3 separate regions of the Sus scrofa genome follow, and regions 2 and 3 are each linked to region 1. A link is a contact called in public Hi-C and targeted proximity ligation data. All regions are on one chromosome and are shown on one strand. The core of a region is the stretch at or near the end of the contact, and the rest is flanking DNA. Distances in the headings are between cores, read along the strand shown. Region 1 holds the start of MICAL3 (F-actin-methionine sulfoxide oxidase MICAL3). Region 2 overlaps CACNA1C (voltage-dependent L-type calcium channel subunit alpha-1C). Region 3 holds the start of HDHD5 (cat eye syndrome critical region protein 5).

Evidence for each region. Hi-C and Micro-C count contacts between places; a contact is called where the count stands out from the background.
Region 2: a Hi-C map of retroperitoneal adipose tissue shows a contact between it and region 1, with 2.2 times the contacts expected there. A contact is called at or near these places in 2 of 5 promoter capture datasets (fetal liver and fetal skeletal muscle), 7 of 47 Hi-C or Micro-C datasets (alveolar macrophages, embryonic fibroblasts, epiblast stem cells and 4 more) and 2 of 2 datasets of targeted methods (alveolar macrophages and skeletal muscle).
Region 3: a targeted proximity ligation map of alveolar macrophages shows a contact between it and region 1. A contact is called at or near these places in 3 of 5 promoter capture datasets (fetal liver, fetal skeletal muscle and liver), 19 of 47 Hi-C or Micro-C datasets (alveolar macrophages, embryonic fibroblasts, fetal heart ventricle and 10 more) and 2 of 2 datasets of targeted methods (alveolar macrophages and skeletal muscle).

The regions. Positions count from the first base shown.
Region 1 is chr5:70,130,565-70,135,615 of Sscrofa11.1, reverse strand. It overlaps MICAL3 (F-actin-methionine sulfoxide oxidase MICAL3), which reads left to right and starts at 2,647. Exons shown (of 40, transcript XM_021092508.1): 1 at 2,647-2,839. It overlaps PEX26 (peroxisome assembly protein 26), which reads right to left and starts at 2,592. Exons shown (of 5, transcript XM_003126596.4): 1 at 1,766-2,592; 2 at 548-688; 3 at 1-101. The coding sequence starts at 1,980.
Region 2 is chr5:69,446,181-69,451,231 of Sscrofa11.1, reverse strand. CACNA1C (voltage-dependent L-type calcium channel subunit alpha-1C) reads right to left here. Exons shown (of 50, transcript XM_021092981.1): 49 at 4,128-4,457; 50 at 2,804-3,404. The coding sequence ends at 3,102. Among named protein-coding and RNA genes, the nearest start is that of IL17RA, 13 kb to the left of the region's middle.
Region 3 is chr5:69,510,624-69,515,674 of Sscrofa11.1, reverse strand. It overlaps HDHD5 (cat eye syndrome critical region protein 5), which reads left to right and starts at 3,116. Exons shown (of 10, transcript XM_021092501.1): 1 at 3,116-3,239. The coding sequence starts at 3,117.

The DNA of each region.
Region 1 (5,051 bases), core at 1,398-3,897:
TTCTGTACTCCGGAAGGCCCTGATTGTCGGGGTCTCGGAGCCAAGTGCTGACTGCATCCAGCATGGCTCCAGGCTCTTGCATTTTGCTGTATAAAAGAACACTGCAGCCCCATGTAACCCAAGCCCCCAAAAAGAGGAGTCAGTGCTTCGCAGTTTAATTTCTCATAACCACCACACTCCTCCCACCCAGCCCCTCCCTGTGGGATGGTGACATGGCAAGAATCAGGAGCTCTTACTTAGGAGCTTGCCATCTTAGGGGTAGCAAGAAACACTCTCAGCTCTGACACCCCCACTCCTGTCGTCCCATTTCACGTCTCCTATTCTTTACTTTCCCCCTCCCCCACTCCTAAATTCCTCCGTCCTCATCATTTATTGTTAGGGTTTCAAGTCTAGGGGTAAGAAAAGAAACATGAAAAGAATTAGATTTGGAGGGAAATAGTAGGGAAGGGGGAAAAGGAGCTATCAGGACTGATTTGGGAAAGGACAGGAAAACCCTCTTGCTCCTGCACTGACCCAGTGGGTAAGCGGTAAGGACCTAAGGACCTACCACAACTCCAGGACTTTGGGGGGCAGCTTCTCAGGAATCTGGTAATACTGAAGAACCCAAGACAGGACTTCCCGCCACCGATCCATCTCCGCCAGGGCCTGGATTCCCACAACACAGAGAGAGCATTTCACCTCCAAGGAGCTGTCAGGGAAAAGCCAATTCAAGTTTAGAAGCGGTTTCCCTGCATTGCCATTGCCACCTCCACCTTGGGACTCTTCTTCACCAGCTCCCAAATTCAGCAGTCGTCACCTCTACCCTCCCACCGGTGTTCTAGTGGACCTCACAATTACAAGTGGTCTTCTGCCCCCAAACAAGAGAAAACTGCCCTTTTCCCAGGAGCTAAAAGTTTCTCTAAATCTAGAAGCAAATCAGCAGCTGCCCAACACACAGCTCTGTATGCAGTTGAAATGTGGATTAATGAGCAGGAGGGTTCCTTTACTTCTTAGGTGAAGAGGACAAGAAACAGCATAGATATTTGGGTGGGAAGAGAGGTGGAGCTAAGAATTTGAAAGGTTATAGCCTCAGTACAGGCACAGGAACTCCACTACTGGCCTCCTAGCACCACCTACAGAGGCACCTCCAAGCACCCAAATCAAAGCCTTCAGCATTTATTCACCAACCCCCTGAACACACAGCCAGGGCTCCCCAATTCATTACTCCCTGGGGTCAGCTTTGACTACTCTACCCACCCCCTCCCTAGTGTGGCCTAAGCCAACCTTACAATCCACAGAGAAATTATGCCTTCAACTACCAGAGAGGACGGCAGCATTAGAAAAAGCAGCGCAAGACCAAGGTTTCTAATTCTTTGATCCGACCCTTCAATAGAACTGGAACACTACTCCTGCCCTGAACCCCATCCCCACTCATCAGCCAAAGTGAGAAGGGGACAACTCAGTGGAGGGTGTACCTTCGACAAGCCTCCCACCACCTGCTTACTGGAGCAACTGAACAATACAATCCTGTCTTCCCTTCATGTCATTCTGCCCTGGAACAGGGAGAAAGAATTGGCTGTGGGTTCCCACTAAGCCCTGTGACACGACTCAACTGCTTCCTCCTCAACGGGCAGTGCCTCCCCTTTCTCCTCAGAAAATGGGCACAAGGTCAGGCACCCCTGAGGAAAGCAAGGAGTAAGACTTCCGCCAACAATCGGAGGGCAAGAGTCCTGGGGACTGGTGCCCCTCCCACCGTCACCCGAAGGGAGCCGAGCCCAGCACGTACGCGCCCGCGGGCTCCTCCGCCAGGCCCTGCCACGCGCGTTCGCAGGTGCGGAGCGCCGCGGCAAAGTCCAGGTGCACCACCAGCAAGTCGGCCGCCTCCTCCAGCAGAAGTGCGGCTGCCGATGGGGCCGGGGAGGAGCGCACCGGCTCGCTGCTCCGCAGGGGGCCCCCAAGCCCCCTCAGGGGGGCTGCAGAGGTCGCGGGGTCACTCCTCATAGGCGGGCGCCGGGCGACCGCCCTCTGGGGGCTGCAGGGTGTCCGGTGCGGCCTGGGAGAAGAGAGGGTCCTCACAGCCTGGCCCACGAACCGCCCGAGGCCGCAGCCCGTAAAGGAAAGATTGGCGCGGCTGGGCTTGTCTGCGGCTCCAGCGAGGGACAGCCTGGCACCCTCGGATATGCAGAGCACTGCGTCCCTGGAGACGCAGCCTCACGACAAGGACTGGAACCCCCGAGCCCGGGAAGGAGTCTGCCCCGACCCTCTCCAGGGGCTGAGCCGCCGCCAGCGGCGCGGGAACGTGGGCGCCGACAGCTTCGCTGCGCGCGCAGAGCGGCGCCCGGCGGCGCGGGACACTCTGGGAGTTGTAGTCTTGCTCCTGGAGCGGCCCCGCTCCGGGGCGCAGATGGGGGGCTTCGGACTACAAGCCCCGGCATACGGCGCCCCAGAAGCCGTCACAGTCGGAGGAAGCCAGCCGACCCAAGCCGCGGGCTGTGGGAGGTGAGGTGGGTACTTGTTGCGGGCCGAGGCTCTGGCCTCCGGCTTCTCTAGCTCCTGGATTCTGTAGGGACACGGCTCCGGCGGCGAGCAGGAGAGGGCGTCTGTGAACCGCCTCCTCCCGGGCCCCGCCCAGCACCCGTCAGTCCTTCCTTCTTTTGTTTTGCTGCCGGTCCCACAACTGGCAGGTGGCAAAAACACAGCCAGCCAAGGGCAGGAGCTTGGCCACCGCGCTCTGCCGGATGGGCTGTGTCCGCTTGTGTCCAGGGATCCACACTGAGCCTCCGTGTCTTATGCCAGATAGATATTCCGTGAAAAAGCCGTACAGTGTGTAATGCAGTTTACAGTAAAGGACTGAGTCAGAGTAAGTATTCAATACGTCCTGGCTTTAATAGTAATTATTAAGTAATTTTACACAGATACAGAAGTTACATTTATTATTATATTCTGTGCTTCACTCAGGCTTTGAAGAGCCTCCTAGGTTTGTGCTAAGCCCTGAGCTTCAGTTCCTCCCAGTTCCCTACCATTTGCACTCTCTCCAAAACGTTGCCCTTGTGATTAAATCGGACAGGCCAGGCACAGGGTCAGCACCTGCCTGCCTCAGCATCCCCTTCCATGGTCACCAGCCAGGGCCTTCCACCCTCTGCAAAAAGTCCTCCTGGAAAGCTGAGGCAGAAGCACAAAATCCATCAGACTCTGGGGATGAGAAGTGTGGACCCCATAATGGCATAAGGTGATAAAGCCAGGACTTCACTTTTTCCGTGGATATTTAACACCTACTAAGTGCCAGCCTTGTTCTAAACACTGAGGATCCCACATGAACGAAGGAGACAAAAATGTCCTCCTTTGTGGAGCTTCCATCATAGTGAAAGAGGGGAGCAAAATTAAAAATAAATACAGTGGTATGTCAGATGGTGATAAATGCTTAAAGAGAACTTGGATGTGACAACAGTGACTACGTTTAACTTTGTTTTCTAGCAGTAAATCCAGGGTTGAAGTAGAGCAGAGAGAAAATGTGCTTTTCATGCTCAGAACTAGCCTCCATTGGTGAAATCACTGCCCTTGGGACCAACACATACTTGATGTCCACCCTAAGTCCCCCTTTCTCTCCAGGCAATATTCTTCCCACAGAGCAAACTCCACTCTGGAAAGTGAATTAGTTCAAGGCTGAATTTATCAAAATGTTTTATCTGTTCTGCCTCAGATTTGACAGCCAATAATGAAGATCATTAGTAATAGCATAATTACTGGACTGTAAACAAACAAAAAACTGTTTCTCAGAATTGGCTTATAAGTCTCCCCTGAAAAATCAGAAAAGCAGTAGTAGCGTCAGAATACAGACCTGACCAGGCCTGGGCCAGTTGAGACTGGCAGGACCAGGCCTCTGCCTCCAGGAGCACCACTTCCAAGCTTTTGCTGCCAGAAAAAGGCCCCTTCCTTAATCCTAGAGAAGGTTCTTGCTCTGCCCAGGATTTTCCAGGAGATGGCAGCACAGCCTTAAAAGAAGCAAGCCTGCCAGTACGTGCAGTGCTGTGATCCCTAGAATGAGGTCAAGATATTTAAAGAAGTGGGAGTTTGCAAAAAAAAAAAAAAAAAAAAAAAAATATGAAAATAGGATTTTTCTATTTCTGTGTTTCGCCCAATCTCTGACTACCTGGGCCTACGCAGTGGTCTCTCTGTCACCACTACCCCTTAGCACTCTTATGCCCACCAGCTGATTCCCGAGTAACAGTGCTGACATAATGGAGCCAGACCATCTAATGAAGCCAGACCATCTCAAGCTAAGACACAGCAGTCCTAATTTATTCCACCTGAGGGACAGTGACCAAGTGTCTTAATGTCTCAGGGCTCATGACTCAAGCTATGAAACAGCCTTCCCTCCCTCTGGTATAAAATAAGTGGTGGTGGAGTTCCTGCTGCAGAGATTGGGGTTCCATCGCCAGCCCCGGGGCCGTGAGTTAAGGATCTGGCATTGCTGCAGCTGTGGTGCAGGTCACAGCTGTGGTGCAGGTTGCAGCTCTGGCTCGAATTCGATCCCTGGCTTGGGAACTTTCATATGCCTCTGGTGCAGCCACAAAAAAAAAAAGAGAGAGAGAGAAGTGGGAACAAGGCAGTTCTTTCCAATCTGAAAGCCCTGACCTGTGTCAAGATTTGTATTGTTGGAATCCTTTCATTTTGGGAAAATTAGTGGAGTAAATGAGACACGAAACCCACGCAATAGCCATTCCCTAGCCCAAGCTGTGGGACTTGCTGTTCTTTCTGTTTGCCAGGTACAGTGTGTCTTGCCTGAGCAGGGTCCTGAGGTTGTGGATTTGCTCACCTACTTTGAACATGTGGTAAGTTGGTGTTTCTGTAGCAGAAGGAGCTCTGGAATGGGAGATAGGCTATGCCGCTTGGAATCTTAGGGACCTCTGGAAGGTCGGCTTAGTCCTCTGAGTCTGTTTTCTCATCTGAAGACATGAATACCAACACCTGCCACATGGGGTATTGTGAGGCTCAAAAGAGATCATGTGACAGCCACTAGAGTGCTTTATATCACTGCAATAGTTCAGAGGAATGAGGGTGATGATATGCTG
Region 2 (5,051 bases), core at 1,647-4,146, 680 kb after region 1:
CAGAGGTGGAGGCCACGCAGTGGAAGAGGCTCAGAACGACGTGTCGCGTGTCCAGCCTGCACTGGTCAGTCATGCACTCAGGCTCCCGAGACCCTCTCCTGCACAGGGCCCTCCCACCTGAGACACTTCCCTTCACGGCGGCTTGAGTGCCCTTGCCACGCTGACAGTGTCCCCGCACGCAGGGAGGACGCCTAGTTCTGCCCGACAGAGACAGAGCTTAAGGCAAAGGAGAAGCAAACCTGCACATGCGCGCGGAGGGGCAAGGGTGGGCTCCGTGTAGGGTGAGGGTGGGCTCTGCGTGCGCCAAGCAGGAGCTGGCAGGTGATGCAGGTGGAAAGTCCAAAAAGAAGACAGGAGGCAGCACAAAAAGGCCGAGTGTGTGCATGTGTGAGGTCAGTTAAGGTTCCAATGTCTCTCCAGCGGCCAAGCATACGGCTAGGACCAGGCATTAACCCCAAAGGGCTCCTCTGTCCATTACAACTAAAATCTTGTGGTGGCACAGTGGGGGACATCTGGGGAAACACAGGACCTGAACTTAAATTCTTGAGATCTCGATGGCACCGACAAGCCCAGAAAATGTGAAGGGTTGGACGTGGAGAAACAGGGAGCGGCTCTTCGGTCTCCAGGCTGTAAGGTAACCTGGCAGCCTGCACGTCAGTCATCAGAGTAAAATCTTCTTCACTGAGGAGCGGGCGTCCCCGGCTTTGATTTTTAAACTGCTCACGTAAGGAGGTGCCAGGAAGGGCTGAAAGAGCCCCAGGCCTGGAGGAGGCTCAATGGGAAAGTTCCAGATGAATTGTTGGGTCCTGTTTCCTCCAAACTGGTCCCTTTCCAACCATCACTGTTGTAGTCTGTTTGAAGGAAGTGGCACCCTGGGTGACATCCAGGTAGCGGCAAAGAGACACCCCGAGAGGCTTCGGGTTCTGATCCCGCTCCCACTCCCAACATCCTGGTTCCTCCCTGGCTGCCACTTACGAGGGGCTGGCTGGAGCAAATCCTGCTCCAGAGTGAGTGAAAGGTGGAGAAGTGAGCAGGACGGCCTTGGCTTTGGACGGAAAGGATTTTCCCAGCTGCCCAGCTCAGGGACCTGGTATGAGCAGAGCGTGCCCGGCGAGGATGCCCTCCCCTCCAACCATTCCATCCTTCCGGTCAGAGAACACTTCCCTAAGGAACACGTGTGCTGCCACCTCTCCCATGGGGGACGCCGATGCCAGCAGATGACGAAAGAGGCTGGTCAGGGCATCTCAGGGCCGCACACAGCGAGGAGCTCTTCCTGAAGAAATTACAAATCAAGACAACTGGGGTGGAGTGGATGGAGTGGGTCTGGAATGAGTCCTGTCTCTCAAAGCAAGATACGGATGCACTGCCACCGAGTTTTGGGGAAAATGAGGGAAACAGAAGCGAACACAAGATATGCGCAACAGTGATGCTCAAGCCTGCGTCGGACCCCCCCCACACACAAGTGGTGCCCACACTTGTCGCACACATGAAAGGAAAAGCTGTTCCCTTTTCCCGACCACATGTAGGAAAGCACTTAAGAGCTCAAAGGTAAAGCTTGTCACACTCCAAATACAAAATGATTTACTTACATGCAGCAAATATACAAGAAGTGAATTCAAAAACAAACTTAATTCAATTCATTATATTCGCTTGGCACAATTGCAATTCAGTTTTAAAAAAATATTTGTAAAATACTGAGACTGACCTGAATTCAAGTATAACGGTCTCTTCAGCAGAAACACCATCAATGCAGTAAAACATTACACGGAACAAATCGAAGCAAAACGCCTTCTGAGTTTTTCCCTTAAATTTCTGTGTGGTTTTTTTAAATACAGCTTTAATGCCAACACAACTCACAATTGTATTTTTTAAAATGAATATTATTGCATTGTTTTTGCATATCTTGTGGGACAGAAAATGCAAAAGAGTTACTGATTCCCATTTCAGAAGCAGAGACAGTGGTTTGTTTTTGCTTTCAAATGGCCCCAGATTCGGATCTCCCCACAGGCCTGAAACGGGGAGCCGTGGGCTAACTGGTGGGCACGGACCACGTCCTCACACAGACACCTGCCACACACACAACACACACACACGCAGAGACCCTGTGTGTGCTTCATGCGTGCTTCCTCTCTCGGGCACCCACTAGTACACACGAATGTGCAAGATCCTATCCGAGTGCACTCTTGATTACCTTTAAATTATGAAACCAAACCCCCAAATCTTGTCACCACCTAAGGAAATTATAACAAATTATTGGGCGTACAAAATGGCTGGTAAAACCCTCCTACAGCGGCTCCGTTGCATCCTCCGTAGAAAAGGAAACCACAACCGTTAAGTAATACAACAAAACCAAACCCAATTTACATTTGCAAAAGTGAAAACAGGAAGGTGGGTGGTTGCAAAACTTTGTAAACACTCTTCTTCCTCCCCTCCCCCTGGCAAAACTAAATTAAAAACAAACACCCTCCCCCAAAGAAAACCAACATGCGGTCAAGAAAAACGTCAAATCCCAGAACAAAAGAGCGCTGGACGGAAGCTCAGCAGCACCCGGTCTTGTCCCACCGGCGTGCCCGCTCCCCTGGCCTCGATGCGATGTGCGCGCGTGGCCGGGCAGGAAAGGGGATCCAGCTGCAGGTGGGGTGGTGGGCGGTGGTGCGGGGCCCCTCCCTGGCTTCCTCTTCCAGCGTGGGTGGGGCCGGGTCCTCCTTCCTCTGTGAATCCGCGGGCCCTGGCTCTATGGGGACAGTGAGGCTCATACAGAATATGTGCAAAATGATTTTTTTTTTTTTTTTTTTTTTTTTACAAGCAAGGTTGAAAGACACCCGTTTGGCACAGGGTCCTTTTGGTGAGGGCTGGGGGGAGCCGGGTTGGCGGTGCGGGGTGGGGGCCCTTCCTGGTGCCGGCGCCCCGCCCCAACCGCTCCCCGCGGACACGGACTGCGGCTGCTTCTCTCCTGGCCACCCGACTTGATCTTGTCCCCACGAAATGAATGAAGACGCTGTTCCGGTTAACTCCAGGTCACGAGAACAGTGAGGCACTTCTGAAACGAACCCATTAGGAACATTGAAACAAATAAAAAGCCGGCGTCTCCGGCCCGGCCGCTACAGGCTGCTGGCGAAGGCCCTGCTGTCCAGGAGCTCGTCCTCGCCCTGGCGGGGCTCGGGGCCGGGCGCCCAGGCCGCGTCCTCCGCGCCCCCTGCTCGGTCCGGCCCTGGGTCCCTGCAGTTTGCAAAGGGGAGCAGGGTGCCGTTGGGGCTCTGCCCAGCGCCCCCGCTGAGGATGTTGTCGGCGGCGCTCTCCATCTCCTCTATGGTCATGTCGCAGGCGTCGGCCAGCTCCTGGGTGGTGGCCTCCAAGAACCTGGGATCCTGAGCAAACTGCCCCAGTCCTTCTGAGATCAAGACCTGGGGGCGGGCAGAGAGGAACCAAGGAGGATGTGACTCCTGGGTCAGCTCTTCCCTGCGGGACCAGCACAGCGGGCTTCTGACTGCTCCCATCAGGAAGAGCCTGTGTGCATGCGTGTGCACCTGCGTGTGCACGCCTGCTGGGAAGGGCATTGGGGGTGTGTAGGCTGGAGAAAGGACTTTGGGGTTGGGGAACCCGTCATCAAACACAGGGAGCCTTGGCACACAAAAGCGGTGGGGGCCCGGCCTGCCCTGGTCCCCCCAACCCCCACTGGGCCTCCACGGTGCCCCAGAGCCTCCAAGTCACTCTTTCCAGGAAGCCTCCACTCCCTTCTGGTGACACCTGGCCCAGTGCCCCTGGCTGCCTTTCTAGGGGTGAGGGTCCTGGGGACGGGGTGGGGGTGTGTGTGTGTCTGCCCCCTTCCTGGAGGCTGCTCGAGGAATGGCCTTGGGAAGAAGCAGATGAGCCTGGAGGACCTCCGCTTCTATCTGGCCTGCTCCCCACCAACCCTTGTCCTACTCAGCCTTCCTCATGGTTCTGCCTTCGTGCCAGCTCCCTCACCAGTGTGACCACTATTTCTCAGCTGTGGCCCACGCCTGGGTGCTGGGCGCTCACTAGGATTCGAGGCCTGAGTAAGGGTCTTTCCGGCCCAGAGATCTGACACCCCCTCTGCTCGGGAGAAAACCAGGGCCCCCTTCTCCTCTCCATTCCCAGCCACTCACCGCTTCCACCAGGCTGCTGGCGCTGCCGTGGAACTGTCGGCCCCGGGTCCCTGCTGGGCTGGGCACAGTGAGAGACACCGGCCGGGCCCTCCGGGGGCCACTGCCTGCCCCGCAGGGCGTGGGCTCCCCAGCCCGGGGGCCGCAATGGACGGACGGGAAGCTGCTGGTGAGCTTTTCGCTGGACTCGGCCCCCTCCAGCCGCAGGGTGGGGACAGGCCTCAGAGGCCAGCCTGGGCCAGGTGTGGCGGGGGGCGTGGTGCATGGCAGGGGGAAGGTGCCGGGAGGATGGCTTCTCTGCAGGAGGGGGCTCAGGCCTGCCACCGCCAAAGCCTGCGGAAATAAGAGCATGGGCTGGGGGGCTCCGCTTCCCAGCAGCTCCTGCTCCAGTGGGCCCCACAGCCCGCCACTCACACCCTCTTGGTCACCCATTAAGACCCGGGGTTAGTCCCAACCACCCTAAAATAGACTCTGCACCTCTCTGTCTGCAGGGATCTTTCTCCTGTTCAGGAACTGAGGTGGGGTGGCGTCAAGGTCGTCTGCTCGCTAGCCCTGGCCCTATCCCCGTAGGCTGGGAATTCCCTGGATTTTGGTTTCCTTGGTAGTTGGAGAGAATCACACCTGCATCCCCTGCAGGTGTGGGACTCTGCCCTCTGGGTGCCTCCGTCGCGGGTCTGATGTGAGGGTCAGGCGAATAAGGCCTGGGAAGGGTGTCTGTGCACCGCCAGGAGCTAGACAGGTCCAATCCTTAGTGTTCTCACCTTGACGACCCTGGCCGGGGTGCCTGACGTCCTGCCAATCTCTGGCTCAGCTGGCCTTTGAACTTCTGTTCAAATCTTATACTGTACTGTGATTAAACTATTTACACGGTTGCATCCTTCACTTACTGCTCTGGATGGTCCTGGGGCCCTGAGGCCCTGGAGCTCC
Region 3 (5,051 bases), core at 1,867-4,366, 620 kb after region 1:
ACGTCTCCTTTGTTTTCTTCTGTTTCTTCAAATTTATTTGGTGAGGGAACAAGTCATCTGTCCTGCAGGGCCCTCCCGGTCTGGAAGTGACTGCCTCCCACGGAATTCCTTACCGCCTCCTTGGCCCTCATAGCCTGTAAAGAGGTGGCTGGACCTCGAGTCTTTCCCAGGACTGTTTCTGAGTCCCGCCAGCACACTCCCGCACCGGTGAAGGGTGGCTGCGCTCAGCTGTGCCCTCCAGAGCTGGAGACGCAGGGCAGCTGCCAGGTCCCATGGTTATGGCCTGGGAGGGGCAACTCCTCCCGGGAGGACAGTCAGACTTCCCAGGAACCTCCCCTCCTGCCTGGCCCCCCTTGCCGCCCCCTCCTTGTGAGGCTGGGGGGCTGCAGGAGCTGGCTGGCCAAGGCTGAGCTGACAGGTCGGGCCCCTGGTTCTGCTCAGAGGCTCCCTGGGGGCCAGTGGCAGGAGGCTGGAGGGTGGAGCTGCAGTGACAACTGCTCCCTGTTCCCTGGGGACTCTGCAGGGGAGGGGTGGGCAAGGAGCCATGCTGGGGGGATCCTGGCACTGCCTAGACCTGGACGTGCAGTGTGGCCTGGGGACCTGCCCCAGGGAGCCTTGAAGTGCTCAGAAGGGCTGGGAGCAGAGGTCAAGGAAGGGCCACCAGGCTTTGAGCAGGGACAGGTGGATTCCTTAAGCACCCAGCCCAGGGACTCACTTGGACACTACCCGCTTCCAAAATGCTTAGAACCGCCCTCCTCCACCGTCTCCTTCCTCCTCCTTTTTTTCCCACTCCTCTCCCTGCTGGGGTTTGAAAGATTTCTTGATCAATCCTGCCTCTTCCTTTTCTCTCCTCTCCCCCGGTCCTGCCTTCTTCTCTCCCATCACTCCCTCCCTGACTTTTATGGTTCTTTCCCCTCAGAGATCACACTGGACAGATGGACAGCGCAGGCAGAGGGGATGGGGTGGTTTGCCAGGCTGCGCTGTTCCCACTTCCCAAGTCTCCGGGCCTGGAGAGGACAGCTCGGCCCTCAAGACGGCCAAGCCTCCCATGCCCAGGCCACCTGCCTCTCTTGGCTGGCGTCCTGGTGCGGGTGGTGAGGATGGACACGGGAAGGGACAGGAGGACATGGCAACGACAAGACACACTGGTGGTCAGGGGAGCTGGGAGCATCTGAGCAGGAACGGGGCTGTGATGGGGACTCGTCAGTGTGACCAGGCGGCTCCCTGAGTTCATCTACTTATGGAAGAAATTTGTGGAACTCATAGACAGGCCCGGGGGGCAGCAATCACCCTTCCACCCTCTCCCACTGGACCCCACTGCTGCATGGGGCCCAGGGAAGCAAGACCATCCAGGAATCAAACTACCCTCAGCCCAGGATTAACACGGCCCCGTCCTCTGCCTGACTTTTCCAAGCAGGGGAGACAGGTGGGCCTGGGAACACAGAGGAGAGCACTGACCTTGTGCTGGGAGCTCTGGTGGGAACTAAGTTCTGAGCCCTCAGCGCCACCCCCCCCACCAGGCCTTTACTCTGCTCCTGCCATAGTCTGCTAGTGCCTCCAACTCTCCTTTTTTTTTTTTTTTTTTTTTTTTTTGTCTTTTCTAGGGCCGCGCCCACAGCATATGGAGGTTCCCAGGTTAGGGGTCGAACCTGAGCTGTAGCTGCCGGCCTATACCAGAGCCACAGCAACGCGGGATCCAAGCCGAGCCTGCAACCTACCCCACAGCTCACGGCAACACCGGATCCTTAACCCACTGATCGAGGCCAGGGATCAAACCTGCAACCTCATGGTTCCTAGTCGGATTCGTTAACCACTGTGCCATGACGGGAACTCCCAACTCTCCCTCTTTAATAACACTCTCCCTGGCTGTTACAAAAAGAGTAGCAAGTGTTGGTGGGGAACAGAGAACTTTTGTGTGCTGTTGGTGGGAATGTAAACTGGTATAGCCGCTGTGAAAAAAAGTATGGAGATTCCTCAGAAAAATTTAAAATAAAACTAATGTACAATTCAGTAATCCCACTTCTGGATATTTGTCCAAAGAAAATGAAAACATTAACTTAAAAAGATACATGCAACCCAATGTTCATAGCAGCACCATTTACAAGAGCCAGGATGTGGGAGCAAACTAAGCATCCATCAATAGATAAATGGGCTCTTGGCCTTAGTGCCATCTTCTGAGAAACCTCTGTGCCATGACAGCAAAGTGCAGGAAGAAGCGAATGCGAGGCTGCAGCACAAAAGAACAAAGAGGAGGCAGAGGTCCGAGTAAACTTGTACATCTGCAGAAGCCGCAGGAGCAGAAACAAGGAAAGCCCAGAGGCCAGGGACGCTGGTACAATTTGTTGGGCTGCATGCCTTCTGTCTAGAACTTGTCTCAGTGGATCCAGAACAACTTTTCACCATTCTGAGCCCCTCGGCCACTTTGAGACCCACCTTGCTCACAGCAAAATGATCCCTTTTAGTATTTTGTCCTGGACCTGTGACATTCTGGACTAGTTCTGTTCCCAGTTGTGGCTGAACGTAACACATTACAATAAATTACCTCCTCTCTTACCAAGAAAAAAAAAAGATAAATGGACGAAGAGATACACACACACACACACACACACGCACATATATATACGTTATATATGTATGTATACATATACATACATATATAATGGAATATTATTCAGCCACAAAAAAGAAGGAAATGCTGCATTTAGCATCAACGTGGATGGATGGCCCTTTAGGTTATTATGTTTAATGAAGTAAGTCAGAGAAAACAAATACTGTATGAGGTCACTTACATGCGGACTCTAAGAAACAAAATAACCAAGCTCATAGATCCAGAAAACAGGAGAAAGAGTGGTGGCTGCCAGATATGAGGGTTAGGAGTTGGTTAAAAGTGTGAGAAAGTTAAAGGGTATAAACTTCCAGTTATACGACCACGCCCACACGCGTAAGGCAGAGACCGAAGCGGGACTACAGCTCCCGAGATGCCCTGCGAGCACCCCCGCCCCCTTCCCGCCCCCAATACTGGATGGGACTACAGCTCCCAGGTGCCCCAGGCGCCACTGGCCGATGATTGGCCGCGCGGCGGGCCGGGCGTGCGCGGTGCGCGCAGGTGGCGGCCCATGGCTGCGTTCGGCGAGGTGGTGGCGCGGCGGGCGCCCGGGCTGTGGTGGCGGGCGGCTTGCGGGGCGGCGCGCGGGGCCGCGGGGCTCGGGGGCCGCCATTTGGCGAGCGGCGGCGCGCAGGTGAGGGCGGCGGGCGGGCGGGCAGGGCAGGAGGCCCTGTGGCCTCGTGGACCGTGCTCTGATGTCCGGCCTCCAGGACATCACTCCCACCGTCCCCGCAGTGTCCGCGTGTAGTGACGTCACGTCCTTTGGTCCCCGCCGCGTAGCCGCCGCCCGGGGCACCGCGTGACTCTGTCACTCGCGGGGCCGGACCTGGGCACGCGGGCCTCGGTGACCCGCCAGTCGGAACGTGCAGAAGACCGCGGCCCCGGCCCGCGGGTTCTCACAGTTCCCGACTCTCCAAGGGTGAGAGTGGGAGGGTGGAAGAAGGGGATGCGCACCTGCCCGGCGGTTTACTACCTGTGTGACTTAAGGCCGATTTCCGCCCTCCCTCGCTGTCCGTGGAGGACTCCTAGACCTGAAGGTGCTGGCGTCCCACAGACGCCTGGCATCCGCGGATCCCCCATCCACCAACAGCCATGGCTTGTGAAGTTTACGATCACCAGTTGGTTGGATCCACGTGTGAGGAGCCCACAGCTGTGGGGGCTGAATGTATATTTGTTGAAATAAATCCCCCCTATAAGTGGATCCGCCCAGTTCAAACGTGGTCAAGGGTCGAGGGTACGGCCCCCAGGGGACTCCCCAAATTAATCTTAAAACCATGCTTTTTATTTAATCTATTTTATTTTATTTTTTTTAGGGCTGCGCAAGTGGCATATGGAGGTTCCCAGGCCAGAGTTCGAATCAGCTACAGCCGCTGGCCTACACCACAGCCATAGCTATGGAGGAGCTGAGCTGCGTCTGTGACCTACACCACAGCTCAGGCAAGGCGGGATCCTTCACCCACTGAGGGAGGCCAGGGATTGAACCTGTTCGTTTCTTTTGCACCACAAAGGGATCTCCCCTCTGCCATGCTTTTTAAAAGTATAGTTTATTTACAGTGTTGTGTTGCTTTCTGGTGTACAGCAAAGTGATTCAGTTATACATATATTATATATATAAAATATATGTATACTATTTAAGAATATTTTCCTTTATAGATTATTACAAGATATTGAACATAGTTCCCTGTGCCATACAGTAGGACCTTGTTTATCTATTTTATATGTAGTAGAAAACCACACGTTTTATCACTACCACAAATATGGACTTTTTTTCCCCTTTGTCTTTTTAGGCCCGAACCTGAGACATATGGAAGTTCCTAGACTAGGAGTGGAATTGGAGCTGCTGCCAATGCCACAGCCACAACACCATATCTGAGCTGAGTCTTCCACCTACACCACAGCTTACAGCAACGCCAGATCCCCAACCCACTTAGCGGGGCCAGGGATTGAACTTGAGGCCTCATGGACACTAGTCAATTTTGTTACCACTGAGCCATAACAGAAACTCCACATATATGGACTTAACTCAGAGCTGGCTTAATACCCAGGACAAGTTACAAAAAACTTGAAGTGATAAAGAAGAAAAATGAGAATATAGATGCAGAAAAAAATAAAACGAAAAATGAAAAGAGAATGAAAATTCTTATTTCCTTTTCTCTAGGTAACTTCACTTAAACAAAAATTAATAGACTTTTTTTAGACCAGTTTTAAGTTTTCAGAAAGCCGAGCAGCAAGTGTAGAGAAGTCACACCTGTACATCCCTCCCCGCGTCCCTTCTGTGAAGCATCTCATGGAGTGTGGAGTCGCTGCATCCGATGCGCCTTTGCTTCCCAGGTCCTGGGTGCCTGGTTCTCTGTGTGCTCACCTGAGGGCCACAGGTGGTCATCCCGCACTACACAGTAATAGATGAGGGAGTGTCACAGATACTGCTCAACTGTCCTGAAACTTT